Linked DNA regions of Anas platyrhynchos: region 2 is linked to region 1. The links are chromatin contacts, called in public Hi-C maps. All regions are on one chromosome and are shown on one strand. Each heading gives the region's core, a stretch centred on a gene start, on an enhancer-like site or on the middle of the called end of the contact. The rest is flanking DNA. Distances are from core to core; before and after follow the strand shown.

Region 1 (2,843 bases), core at 244-2,743:
TGCCTGTTACGTTCCTGACCTGGAGCAGGGGAACACTTGGATGGTTACCTGATTCTGCTCACGCCTGACATGGCTCTCAGTGCTGGCCACCCATCTGTGCTTCTGGGAAAGCTGATAATTTACCACAAACACTCCATTTTCTCCATAATGCTTCCACACCCAAAACGCCTCGCTCTGAACTCTGCAAAAGCCTTTACCTCTCAACAGGGGTGACCTGAGCTCCAGTGAAACATAGCAGGTCTAGGGCTTTCCTTCAGAAGGACTTCACTCAAGGTTTTTGCTTTTAATTCTTCCTGCTCCTCCCCAGAGTCTCTGCACTGGAAGAGAAGTCTTTATTTATGATGCCCTCAAGAGCCAAATAATCTAAAAATATAACCAGGTGAAAGTAAATCAAGATTTTATGTTGAATCAAAAGGTATTTTACAAATAACCTGCTCCCGAAGGAAACTGATCCGAGGCATTCTAGGGTATTTTTCCCTCAGTCAAATAAAAAACAAAACCAATGCTTCCCATCTGCTGAATGGCTCTACCTAAGTGAGCTACAAATAAACAGAAATGAACCAAGTGGATGCAGCGCTGGTGCAAGACAGCATTTCGAATTTCTTTTACACTTCATGTAACAGCAACAACCTGGCTTGCTGTTGCAGAACCACAGGATGTATTTTATTTCTGCCCTTACTGTCTGGGAGTAAAAAGAAAAGCTTTGCCACGATTACCACTCAGCTACAGCTACCCTCTCAGAGCACAATGAATGCGCCCCCTCAAAAAGATATGAAATATGTAAGGCATCAGTACTTTGCTGTATTTTTGTAATTCAAGTACTGAGCACTGTTAGCACGTACAAACGAGAGCTGTGTAAGCCTGTACAATCTAGTGTTAACCCCAGCACATCCAAACACATCTGCAGAGAATGATTTTTCAAAAGCACCACGAAACACGGGTTTCCTGTGAAACTGACTGCCTGACAGTCAGCTTCTCAAAGCCATTTCTTAAACTTCCTGCAACACTTGGCACGAACAATCTGAGTATTTAAACTGCCTGCGGAGTTACACTGAGGTACACAACCACATGTCACGAACACGAGTTTAGGTTTTGGGGACCCTACGGCATACTTTGAGTCTGCAATTTGGTCAAATAAAGAACTCTGTGTGCCATGCATCAAAAAAAGGTTATGGAACGGTGTTTTGCTATCGTATTCATGCGAACTAACTGCCTGCATCCGGAAGTAATTAGGTGCTATAGTGACGAAAGCCTGCACAACAAAAGGGCTAAGCTTTGTAACAGGCTCCAACTCTGCGAACGTTAAGTGAACTTCAACATGGCAGAATTTCTCCAAACCTTGAACGCAATCCTCTGGAAGTCATGTTGACCTCCTGTTCCTTTGCAAACACTAGGTGGCATCAAAGCCCTCCTTAATGAACATGCTGTGAAAGGAGCGCCCACAGCCCCCGCTGCACCACAGGCCTACGCACACCCCCACGGGAACAAGGCCTGACAAGGCCTGAGCGAAGCTGCAGCTGCTGGGGCGCCGGGCGGCAGCACTGGGACAAGGAGGGAAGGGCCCCTCTGAGGGCACAGCAGTTTTACAGAGATGGAAAATACAGGTTTTAAAGCCCAAATTGAAAAATGAAGGCAAAAAAAACAAACAAACAAACACGCTTTTCATGATCTCTTAAGGCGACACTCGAGTGCTCAACAGTCGTAGGCACTGGTGTTGCCGAGTGGTCTTTGCCCTTGAAACTACTCTCAGTAGTACCATCTTAAATGGAGATAGGCTTCTTTAGTTTAGTTCTGAATTACTGTGGCAATTTTTTTAAAATCTGTGCCGCCATGACGTACACGGCCCCTGTGGTCTGACACCATTACAGAACACAACAGGCAGCCCACAGCTCTGTCAGGCAGCATTAAACAAACCCAGTGCTACCGGCCAGGCTGTTAAAAGCTTTGTGTGCTTTACTGGGGTGATGGTTTTCATTAAAAAACATAATCTGCAGTCATTTTGGGGTTGCTGTTGGCTCCCTGCAGTCCACTGGGACAGGCAGAAGTTAGAGCTGCAGGTGCACAGAGATATGCTTGCATTTAGGTCAGCTTTCAACAAACAGGAGCGGTATTTGAGAACATCACAGTACAGCGAGACTCAGAAGCACACACACACAGATCGGCTCCTGGCCCTGTGAATGACCCCCTTCCTTTCTGAGAGAGTGGGAAGCAACTAAGTGTTCTTTGCTTTGTTACTCTGTTTGCTACTTTGTGTTTAAGTAATTGGGTATTAAGATTAAATTTTATTCAAGGCTTGTGGTCAGAATCTGGAGGCAGGTTCCAGAAGCCCAGTTCCATGTTCCATAACACAGTAAACATGAGCAAAAAACAGCACATACTTTAAAAAGCAAACATAAATCTAGAAAAAAAAAGGATGATTTTCATTTCTTATTCTCATCTATTTAACTTTAAGAAAATGTTCCTCTATAAGAAGACAGATAATTATTTTTTCTTCCCAAGCAATACAGCATGTCAAAAAGAACAACTGTTTTATAGGTTGAATACCTCCACCGACAGAGACTGCAGACAGCTCCCCAGTTCCCAGCCCCCTGCCTGACCCAGCTCCTGCCCCTCAGCTAACATAGAAGCAGGACAGATGGGTGCCCTGTCACAGCATCGTGCCACTAGACAGGAGAACGCAGACAGTCTTCAACTCCCTCCTCTCCTTTCATGCGCAGTTCCATACAGACAGAACAGCAACAGCTGTGTCCTTGTCAGACCCAAAAACTTCCTGTTAAAAGAACTAACAAAAAAGCTAAAATATATACATGTAACATTCAGGGTTTCTTTTTGTTTGTTGGTTT
Region 2 (2,843 bases), core at 235-2,734, 57 kb after region 1:
TTAGGGTACTAATTAACATGTAATAATTAGATGTGCTGACTAGTCTCCTTGTCCAGCATTTAGAAAGCATAACATAATAACTAAACATAGACATAAAGTATATACATGTCATGGCCTCACCTCTTTATGGTATTCCCCTTGAATTCAACTATAATGTTCTCAAAGCAGTCAGGCAGAGAACATTGCCCTAGAGAATAAATTGCCTAAAATTCAAATGGTGTATCTCAACAAGTTGGAATTACACAAGAGTATGAGTATCGTTTTATGGGTCACAGTTTTATTTCCAGTCCTACTGACATTTTAAGGCACCTGGGATACATCAGGAAAGGACATCGGAATAGAATTGTGAAGACACATTGGATACCTGAACCAGTTAAAAAGCCAGAGGAAACAAACAAACAAAAGAAAAAAGAAAGGAGCTGTAAATCAGGCAAAAAAACAGTGCAAATACTGTGCTTTTCCAAATCTGAAAAAACACCTGGCAGATTTTTTTTTTTTTTTTTTTTTTTGCATTCTTCACAATTAGTAGGCCAGAGCACTATAGCACTATTCCCAGAGTTCTCTACTCCCTCAGGAATGCTTATTTAATCCATTTTTAATCCCTCTCTCAGTTTCACCTGAGTGCTGAGAGCAAGAGAAGCAAGCTCTCACTTCTAAGCATCCCATCTTATTCTCTCCAATATTTATGAGAGGAAAAAAAAATGTTTGAACATATGTTGCAAAGCATGACTAAGCAAGAAATCTCATTCCTGACATACCACCCCAATTACACCCACCCAAACTATTATTTGTAATTAACGAGCCTTCTGCAAGGCTTTATAAGGGTTTTATTTACCGTATACATTTGTTTCAGACAAGTCACTATGTTTAAAGTGAAGCTGCGTCTGGAACAAGGGATTTTTTCCTCCTGCCATGGCCATTCCTCTCTGGAATCCTGCAGTGCTGCTTTTCCTCCGTCACCAGTAATGCAGACACTTCTTCCCACAGCCAACCTCCAGACAGTTTCAGTTCTCACACAAAGCAACGGGTGTTCTCAATTTGATGCATTACTTGCTGGTTTACAAATTAATTTAGGAAGGCATACGATGCCGAGCTGCTTAACAGCTGCGTGGAAAAAAAAAAAAAACATAAAAACTGTTCTGGCGATACACAAAAGGCAAAGATTGCGGGTCCCTCTGACCCTGCTCCCTGCTCTCAACATTCATGGGCGCCATCTGCTGGCACGAATTAATTATCAACATCTCTAATTATATAAATGCCAGGTCAAAGCTGAATGCTTTCTGTACGTGTTTTATCTTCTTCCGGAGAAGGCAGGATGTCCCCCCACAACTTCCAGCAAAGATCTGGGACGCAGACCTCTCCAGCCTTCCCTCACCCCCACAGGTGGCAGCTAAAGGTGCCGTGAAAGCAGAGGACAAAGCTCTGACTGCTGGAGAAACTCCAGGCAGCACCTTGGCCTCTCATTACAAGCCTGGAGCCTGCAGACAACCGCCCTGCCTCTTACTCTTGCTCTAGAGGAAACATTGAGCAGTGCCAGTCTCCACGTTCGGAGAGTTTCCTAACACCGACAGCAAATCATCACAGCAGCTGAACGGGACTTTTTGTCCACGCTACCAAAATTATAACATATTCTATTTATACTGCTGTTGTTAAGCTACTGTACGTCTGACACATTTAGACAACAGTTGATCCTAAGCCACAAAATGACTTGGTCTTGGCTATGAAAATGGCTCTAAGCCTGGGGTCATTCTGACGAGCAGTGAAGACTATGATTCACCTTCTTAGTAAGAGCTAAAAGCATCTATTTGCCAAGATCTGGACTCAAAATTCAGGGAGTCCCCATTTCCTTGCAATTAAGAAGCACATGGACATGAGATTTCATTTCACGCCTATTCCTACTTTACACATACAGACAGTGGCACCTGGCACTTCTAGAAAGAACAAACTGCTGCTTGTACGGGTCTCTGTTGGGCAAAAACCAGCAAAATAAATACCTCTAAGAGTGTGGTATTCCCAGTAAGCTCTAGAAGATTAAAGCATTATTCATGTGTGACAAACAGAATCTAAACTTATGAATGTATGAATCAAGGAGGGGATTTCCAGTAGTATTTGAGAATGAGCAGAACATTTAGCTGGCCCTCCTCAAACAAAACTTTTGCCACATGTAGGCTCTGGAATGAGGAAGAAATTCAGTTCTGACGTTCTCTGCCAATGACGTGAAACTCCATTTGGAAACATCAGCTAATGAAAAATACAAAGACGTTCCCACACCCACAGCTATGAAGACAAATTAAGTATACTCACTGAATGGAAATCAGAAGTATTCTTAATAGCTGGGCACAGCAGAAGCAAGTCTAAAACTATTGAAGGATTATACCCTCCCAAATATGTTTTTGCCCAAGGATTAGCTCTAAGAATGACTAAAACCACCACTCTAAGTTTCTCAATGTAAAGAGGATTTAGACATGCAACTAATGAGGGATGTATAAATCCTGATGCACAAGAATATTTATGCCCATACTTGGTTCTGAAGGAAAATTCTGAATATGACCTCCCTATTCAGATATTCCATGAGCAGCTGCCAGTTCCTGATTGCACTTGATCCCAGCCTAGAATACAACTGTTGGGACTCAAATTCATGCAATGTTACTTGTCTGTGAGTCTAATTTAAGAAATGGACCTACTGCAAATGCAGGGCAAGCAATACTTTCATAGCAGTACAATGGTTCAGCTATGCATGACACTGCCCTGTGATTCTGCATCACCCACGTTTACACACACAAGACATTTACTTAATCAGCAGTCTTCTGTCCAACCCAGTTTCAAATATCCCAAAGGATCGA

The links. A called contact is a pair of places that touch in the nucleus more often than the background predicts.
Region 2: a Hi-C map of subcutaneous adipose tissue shows a contact between it and region 1, with 3 times the contacts expected there. The contact joins two enhancer-like sites. A contact is called at or near these places in 6 of 8 Hi-C or Micro-C datasets (F1 follicle, F5 follicle, liver and 2 more).

Annotation. Positions count from the first base shown.
Region 1 is chr3:4,443,923-4,446,765 of IASCAAS_PekinDuck_T2T, forward strand. All of the region lies in intron 3 of RTN4 (reticulon 4), which reads right to left. Among named protein-coding and RNA genes, the nearest start is that of RTN4, 20 kb to the right of the region's middle. Within about 2 kb of position 1,494, at least 6 of the 8 cell types and tissues checked have an H3K27ac peak or open chromatin away from gene starts, as enhancers often do. A contact at or near this core is called in F1 follicle and subcutaneous adipose tissue, where this site is marked.
Region 2 is chr3:4,501,082-4,503,924 of IASCAAS_PekinDuck_T2T, forward strand. The region is part of intron 13 of CLHC1 (clathrin heavy chain linker domain containing 1); the gene reads right to left. Among named protein-coding and RNA genes, the nearest start is that of CLHC1, 19 kb to the right of the region's middle. Within about 2 kb of position 1,485, at least 4 of the 8 cell types and tissues checked have an H3K27ac peak or open chromatin away from gene starts, as enhancers often do. A contact at or near this core is called in F1 follicle and subcutaneous adipose tissue, where this site is marked.